Regions from separate parts of the Columba livia genome. Here region 1 is linked to region 2. The links are chromatin contacts, called in public Hi-C maps. All regions are on one chromosome and are shown on one strand. Each heading gives the region's core, a stretch centred on a gene start, on an enhancer-like site or on the middle of the called end of the contact. The rest is flanking DNA. Distances are from core to core; before and after follow the strand shown.

Region 1 (4,409 bases), core at 7-2,506, 60 kb after region 2:
GAGGGTTGAAAAACCAGTATAATTTATGTCTTCTCTTGAGAGGCCCTTGGAGATGAGATAACTAAATCAGCTGCAGAGCAGCAGAATGCTGCCGTCTGCCTTCAACCTTGGCACTAGGTTTTAGGCAGATAGAACTCAGGTGTGCTTGTTATTGCCGTTTGGTTTATAGCCATGCCCACGGGGTTTGTTGCACCAACAGTTCCATGAATTCGTGCCGTGATAACAGTCCTTGTCTTGAAAGGCTCACAGCCTTGCAGGAATGTGGGAGGAGGAAAGCGGTAAGTGAACCTCTCTAACTTTACACCGAAGATCATGAGAGGGATGGATTAGGAAGCAGGTTCCCCTTTCTGTACCCCGTCTGTGCCTTTAAGTTGTGGTGTGAAACAAGGAGCTGGAAAGGTAGCAGCGAGGCTTGTGTGGAATGCCAGTCCCCAGGGAAAAGGGGACCAGAGGAGTTCCAGAGGCTGTTGGCTTGAAGGATTACCACTTTTACCATGCTTCTTGGGGTGGAGATGTAGGTGCTCGGCAGCAGGCCACTGAGGCAAGCGAGCGTGTGGGTTTGTTAGGTTGCCTGGGGAAGAATTTTTCCCATTGAAGTGCTGCAGGACTATCAGCTAGGAGGAAATTGCCAGCGTTACATGCATGTGATTTAGACTTCCGTCTGTGTGGCAGTAGCTTAAACACTTTCATGTGCGTATTGTTACAATAATAAAGTATTGAAGGTGTCAGTCCTGGATTTCTGAGACTCCTGTACCTCCAGAGCTTTCTGAACTGTTTGTAGTGGCACTTGAATAGACAGAAAGGACATCATTAGAGCAGATCCGTATTCTTAATTGCATAAAAACCTTGTACGTCTGCTGTCTGAAACCAGCGCTCAGTTCAAACAGTGTCATAACCTCTAGCTCCATTTTTCCTGCGTTATCAGGACAAATTAACCCATTAGCTGCACAGACTCTATTGTGAGTCAGAGCTATATGACTCATATGAATAGAACACAGTTCTATTCTGGTTTTAATTAACTTGGCCTCCACCCAAATCCTCCTTACTAATGAAAGATACTAGATTAGCTGAAGTCTACAACACAGTTTTACGGTTTGTGCTAAACTTACGTGTTTATTCTTCTGAGATAATGATACAAAAAGAAGACTCCATGAATGCACTAACTTAAAAAGTAAGCGACAGAACTGCTTTATTTGACAGACTGTTAAAGTATTATAATTAGTCTTGTTTGTTTGTTTGCCTTGCAAACTCTAAGAGAACAAAAAAGGAAAGCACAACTCTAACCCATTGGGAAATTAGTCTCAGTCTTGATTCAGATAAGTGGAATACAAGTTTGTGGTGGTTACACTTCCAATGGAAGTGCAGTCTTAGGCAGCGCTTCCCCTTGTGATTTTCATAATTTTGCTGTCTGGGAACTCTTCTTTTTTCCTTCCTTTCTTTGTTTTTTTAACATAAAATGTAAAGATAGCGTTGGTCAGGATCCCTACCAGTATTTCTAATTGAGTCATCGTGCCTTCTCTTAACAAAGCAATACCAAAATCAAATAAACTCCTCAAGTATAAATTGCAGAGAGGGTAATACGAGCCCCTACTGAGTGTAGCCTATCAAAATGGAAGCAATACTAATTGTGTTTACACATTTTTTTAAAAGAATTAAAACAAAATCAAGAAAACAAAACCACCCCTCTCTGACCCTTATAGAAATCAAGGCCTGAATCTTACTTAACACTGAACTTTCTTCATGGCACCGCAGGGACTCTTAATGCAGATGAGAAGCAGGCATGGAGACGTTTGGTGGAGCCTTCCCACACCACCACTTTCTAAAGAAACAAGCTCAGAATAGAAGCAGAGGGTGAGGGGAAGAGAGAGAAATGTATCTTTGTGTGAACACTTTATATCTTGCAACATGCTCGTATAACACAATGAGGGTGGGCCAGCTGGCTGTAAAATAACTTAGACTGATAAATTAATCAGGAGTATGCTCTGCGTGCCACCAACTGTCCTGTGACTAATAAGTTCATTTTCTACTTGGGCAGGTTCCATGAGTTTACTTGTAGCCTGAAGAGTAGAGCTGGAGGAAAAAGGTCAGGTTTTAAGAGGGGCTTAGTTTGAGGGGCTCTGAAATGAAAACTTGCATGTGGACCACTACTTCCCAGACTCTGCAGTCCCACAGTTTAATTCCAGTTGCTCAGAGCACTTAATCAAGATCTGCCTTCAACTCTGCCTGCCGCCAGTTAGTCCTGATAAAGCCTTAACTCGCCTTCTCATTGCCTAAGTGGTGACATTAGGACTTCCATCAAAGCAAAGAAATTAGAAGCACGTAGCAGACTCAGCTTCATTTAGCCAGAGCTCCACGTCCAGGTTCAGAGATTTTTCTGCTTTGGAAGGTCATGGTTCTCCCATGCAAGAAAGATACTCTGGCAATGAATTTGCTACAATAAGCACTTCGCAATCACTGTGGAAAGTTACCAAGTTGGTAGGAAGCAGATTTAGGGCACAGATTTGTCTACTTGGTATTTTGAACAGTTACACTGCTTTTTAGGAACATACATATTCCTCAGTTTAAAGTTTTGAGTGTTAATTACTGAAATTTCATTGCTGATAACTGGACCTTGCTTTTCATTTTTCATTAGCCACAGTGGATTTTCTGTGCTCACATTGTTTGAGGTTGGATTACCAAAACTGTCTGGATTCCCGTTTCATGCTTACAATAGTGTCCCTCCATTGAACAGAGCTCATTTATATAAGCTACCAAGTATTGTATGATCTGCTGGGATGCAGAGCATGACATGGAGGTAGGATACTAATGGGCAAGTTTCTCTGAGTCAGCTCTGCCTCCTTTTGGGATATACGTACAAGGAAACGTGCGTCAAACCCCAGGATGTCCCTGTTACCATTTGTGCTCAGTAACAGAAAAGCTCCAGGGCTTGCCTTCACCTTGTGGTTAAGGAAGTTATGTGCAGTTGTACTACTAGAAGGGGCCTAGAAGCAGTTGTACCCCAAAGTGAGACAGTGGAGGGATCTTGCTGGGGCAGCACAGTCCAGCACCTGTAGTTATCTTTTTCTGGCAGACCTGTAACTTGCACTCCGGGCGCTTTTAGGAAATAAGCTGAGCTATCTTGTATTGCTGGGGCTTTTGCATGTACCTTAACACTTTAACCCCAGATGTCTTGTGATCTTCTGTTCTCTCCTCTAATATGACACAACCTCACCCAGTAATTTTGGTATCAAGATTGTAACTTCTGTTGTTTCCAAGACCTCTTTCCCAATGGCTCAGTTAGCCAGGCAGACCTCTGGGATAGGGAGTTAAACCGCAGTGAGTAACACCCAACAGAAAACCTCTGTTGTCTTCAGTCAGGCGAAATTTTCCATTAGGTGAATTCCCCCTATTAAAAATCAGAAGATTTGTTCCAGGGAATCAAGACACGCCTGTTATTTAAACACAATTTCTCTTTTATTACTGGTTTATTAAAACCTACTGTTCTCTATTAATCAGCATTTCTTAATTAACATAAAATTCCCAGGTTCTGGTACAACTCCACCACCCACAATCCGGTGTTATCCTGTTCGTTTCTATTTAGACTATGTATTGCTAGAGTATGCAGGATTATATTGCATGCTGCAATTATTTTCAGGGAGGACTGTGGCACTTGGCCTTGATCTTGGCTTTCTCTAGTACAGAGCACTGTAAATGTCCTATATTTATTTATAACTTGTTGAAGGGAACAACAGAGGCTGTCTGACACTGTGCACTCTCTTTCTCTTTACACTGTAATTCTCGGATGGGGCTCTCAGGAATTACAGGGAGGAGAGCTTTGCCATTTGGAAAAAAAGGTCGTACAATTTAATCAGAACACAATTTTAGCTAACCAGCTAGTTCAATCAGCCAGTCCAATTATGGTGTGGGTTGAGCAGGTCTCTGTGCTCAGGGTTCCCTTGAGTTGCTTTTAGTTATGAAATATAAATAAGAAATTAGGTCAGTTATACTCTGTTGACTTCTTCTAATCATGCAGTTTCCAAGAGTATATAGCAGCGTAGTTTTGCCTAAATTAATATTTGGCATCTCACTGCTATGACTAGCCTTTGCCACTGGTTAAAAGCTAAATTGGGAATGCTCATTCCAAATGGCAAATTACATACGTGCTTGTCTCCGGGCTGCTTTTAACCCTTGCAACACCGCAGATGAGTACTCTTGATCCAGAGCCAAAAGAGCAGCATCAGCTCTCTGATCACCATCTAAGAACAACAGACACTTTCCTGGGGGACTTACCTCCTGCATTGGTTATTTCCTTCCTTACTGACTCTCCTGAAATCTTGTATGAGCCTTTCCACCAAATTTTACCTTCCTGCTTTAACCTTTCAAAAACACCCAGCTCCCAAAACCCCAAAACCCCTTTCATCTAATCATAC
Region 2 (4,055 bases), core at 1,006-3,505:
GAGGATGAACTGGAAGGCAGGACAATTTGCAGTGCTTCACATCTTTATTTGCAGCTGTTGCAAACACAGGGCTGGGGTGAGGCTGAAGGCTCAGCTTCTTTTCTGTGTATTCCTTGTGCAGCTCATAGTAGTTCTTGTGCTTCTCTGAGTGTGTAGCTAAGCACTGAGTAGCAAGGCACTCAGTCTTGCTCTTTATATGTATCATCATACATATTCTGTTTGGTGTGCTAATACTTATTAATAGATAACATTACTTGGTTTGAATACCCATGTCTTTCTTGGGACTAGGTGCGCGTGTGTTGAGTGCATCAGTGAGTTAATTCACTTTGGTGACCAAACTGAAATATAAACAAAAGATGTTTTGAACCAAAAGCAAAATCAGATCAGCAGCCTTATGTGAATCTGTAGCCTACCATGGAACTACTCCTTGACAACCTGTGGTCAGGCCAAAGAAAACCAAGGGCCAGAAATAAAAAGAAAAATAGGGATGTGACTGGTCATGAGTGAATTGTATTGGCAGAGCTGTATTAGTAAGATTAGCCACCATCTCTTCACCCAAATCCTGCACCTGGCTATAGACTGTGCCACTGTTCAAGCAGGTGATGATCTTACTTAAAATATTGAAGAATTGCAGTATTAAGTAACAAGGCTCTACAGTCTCCCAAATGTTCTGCTTTCCTTTTAGCTTTGTAGTATTCTCTGTGAAATAATTGCATGTGCTGCTACAAAACTATTATATATGTGTATTCAACACAAAATTAAAGAAAGCACATTGGTTATGAGTTAGCAATACTGCTTTTTTTTTTTCACTCTTTGTACTTCTCTTCCTGACTTCTTATTGATCTTTGTGTTAAGCACCACATAGTGTACCATAGTTGACAATATCTTATCTTTTTTTCTTAGATAATTATTTTTGCAAAAGAAAACACCTGGAATATGTATTTCTCTGAGCCATTCTTGGTATTTGTAGACATGGTTAATTCCTTTTGGCTTCTCCGATTTCTACTTAGCATAAAGTGGATTCTGTTCTTTTCCTGTGGAGTGATAGAGCAATCTATGACACTGACCCACTGGTGTGTGAGATTAAACTTTATTCCTAGTGAAACCTACAAAATTCCACTTGGAAAAAGGGACTTTAGTCAGGGTGGTAGGAGAGGGGGTGCAACAATTGTCAGCGGCCACTGCTACCCTTCAGAAGATGTGAGCAGATAGTGGGCGTGGTAGAGTGAGGAGCAGCTCTGCATTTCCACACCAGTCGGGAATTCCCAGACATGAAAATACAATCTCATACTGCAAAAGCTTTGAAAGCGTCAAAAATCCTAAGTGTAGTCTAAACGTTATAATTTCCTGAATTTTTTTTTAGTATAAAGTGGATAATTTTGTAGTGGAATGTGTGTTCACAGAAGAAAAAACCATCACCACATGTTTGGTATTTGTACTGAAGTACTTGGGCCTCTTTTGCCTGCCTTTGTGTGCAGTAAGACAACTTTTAAGTGCTCTAATTAGTGCTGGCCTCTTGGCTTCAGTGGCTGCAGTTGTGCACAAGCAAACAATTCAAGTACAGTTAACTGTGCTAGAAACCAAATGAAGAAAGAGAGTTGTGTTTTGTTTTTGTTTTTTTTTTAAATACATGTTTTTCTGCATGATCCTTTGGAGATACCACCTTTTTCCACTAGTCATGTTTCTTTGGTCATTTTCATATAGTGCTTTCCTGAGTTCATGTTGAGTAAAAGTACATAAAGCTCCCTGTTACCAGTGATGTTCTATAGGTAGACTTCAACACAGCTCTTTTCAGATAGTGTGCAGGTAATGACTGCTGGTTTCTTTTGTGTTAGGACTTAATAGTGCAAGTCTGCATTTACCACAGAGGGAAAATGTAATTTTCTTCTCATGGCCTGGCCATGGGCTTTCTGGTCCCAGCTTCCAAGACGTGCACAGTGTTGTGTCAGTGCTGTCCTGCCAGTTGTACCTGCACTTCTTTAGCTGACAATTGCTTGTTTCCCTGGAATTACAGCCAGTCAAAGACCTGGGTGTTAAGCAGTCCTAGGGCTGTGGTGGGCCACCTTCCTGGCTCAGCAAACGGGCAGGCGTCATACTTTGCAAACAGATGGAGCGGGTACAGGCAGCCTAGAGAGCACATGTGCAGCAAAGACATTAAGGTCAGAATTTCCCAGGCAAGAATGTCTGAATTGCTGTGCCCTACTTATCCAACTGTGAGCTGGATTAATGAAAGGGAGAGTTTAGACAGAGCAGTACTTTGGGTACATTTAGTGGGAGAAGAGAGAGATGTTTTCTTTTGTATCTGTACAGGTGGTGCTTTTGAAGGAAGCCAAAATAAGCTTCCTCACCTGGGTAACGGCCTGAATAGGTTGGCAGGGTGTGAATCCATTTTCAATGTGTGTAAAGAAAAGATAACAGTTTGCCGGTGTACAGCCTTTCATTTATTTTTTCTTTACAAGTTTCTTCTTCAGCCATCGAGTTAGGCTGAGGCCTAATAATTTATTTTTCTTTTAACTGTAGGCGGTTCTAAAGCAGCAAACTATTAATAGTGAAATATTGGTTTAGAAGAACTCTAATGCACAGGGGATTCTAGAGCAAACGAGGCAATGCTGTCAATGGTTCAGATTGTTCTTAATTACAATAATGGCATTATAGGAGCTGCAGTTGCTGTCGGGCACAAAAGAAGATAATGATAATGTCAGAGTGCTCAGAGTAAATGCAGGATAATGTATTGCAGTACTGGATTCAAAAGATGATATGCCTAACTTGTCGGCAGAGTGCATGAAGAAGAAGAATGGTAAAAGGCCAGAACAGTTTTTGTTGTAACTATATAGTTCAGGGTTTTGGGTTTGTGAGGTTTTTTTGTGCCCTGTGCTTTCAGGTTTAAGCAGAAATGTCAGGTCTCATGTGTTTCAATGACGTGTATGGATTTTTCTAGAAGAACTGATCACATCTGCCCTCCTCACTTGGAATAAAGAAAATCACCCTTGCTTTGAGAAGAAAAGATGTATTGGCTCAGTACTCTGGTACCCTCAACACATTCGGTATTGGTCCTCTTACAATAAAAGAACATAAATACAGTAGATTTGCCCCTGGGTCAGAATTTGCCCCAGTAGCCTCTGGAAATATGTTCAGATCTATTTGATGCATGTGATGCCTATTTTGTAATGAGTCCAAAAAACAAAAAAGAGGAGTCTGAGGTTTGGGGATGTTTCAAAGCTGGATTTGAATTTTATGGCTAGAGGCCAAATCTGAACTGTAGCACTTGTAAACATTTTAAGGTCGTATTCTGTGCACTCAAATTCATTACTGTAGAGGAAGAGACTTTACTGTTTTACTGCAAAATAAACCTGCAGCAAAGCAGCTTGTGGTCTTGGATTCTTGTCACTTCTTAGTTCTAATTCTGAGTTGTAGGTAAGAAGATACAATAAACTGGAAAATAGTGATAGTGTTCCTCATTATACTACAAGTGTTCAAAGTGACTTACGTGTTTTGCATACTTCCTAAGAACTCACTGCAGTGATGGATTGGAAAAAATGATCAGCATCCAGTTCATTTGCATCTTTATTATTTTGCTCACGTTTAACTGACTTGAAACAGTTACAAATGAATCATGTTTAACAGACTTGAAACAGTCACAAATGAAATAATTTATATAGACCCCAAATAAATATTTTTTTAGGTGTTGTTGTCTCTTGCACAAAATACCAGTATGCTTTATTATGAATTGTTTTCCTGAGCAGCCAGCAGGGTGCAGGTGCTGTGCAGGGCACAAGGTGGCTCCAGTTGCCGAGGAAAGCCGGTGTGAGTCAGTGCCAGGAGCTGGGGCACAGGGATCGCCCACAAGTCTGTCAGGATGGAGCTGTACTGCAGCTCTGCCGTTTTGAATGTGAACTGAATCTTACCGGGTCTTCGGGAGAAGACTGTCTAATCTTATAGTAGGCCTACTAAATTTACATTGCATTTTGCACCGCATATTTAATTTTTGAACGAGCTACCCTGGTGGATTTTATCTGACATTCTGAGCTAAGTTGCTTTTGTCTGAGTAGAAGGTA

The links. Hi-C and Micro-C count contacts between places; a contact is called where the count stands out from the background.
Region 1: a contact with region 2 is called in a Hi-C map of crop, with 3 times the contacts expected there. The contact joins two enhancer-like sites. A contact is called at or near these places in 2 of 2 Hi-C or Micro-C datasets (crop and liver).

The regions. Positions count from the first base shown.
Region 1 is chr5:59,148,530-59,152,938 of bColLiv1.pat.W.v2, forward strand. No RefSeq gene overlaps it. Among named protein-coding and RNA genes, the nearest start is that of TEAD1, 27 kb to the right of the region's middle. Within about 2 kb of position 1,257, at least 1 of the 3 cell types and tissues checked has an H3K27ac peak away from gene starts, as active enhancers do.
Region 2 is chr5:59,087,301-59,091,355 of bColLiv1.pat.W.v2, forward strand. The region is part of intron 2 of PARVA (parvin alpha); the gene reads left to right. Among named protein-coding and RNA genes, the nearest start is that of PARVA, 13 kb to the left of the region's middle. Within about 2 kb of position 2,256, at least 1 of the 3 cell types and tissues checked has an H3K27ac peak away from gene starts, as active enhancers do.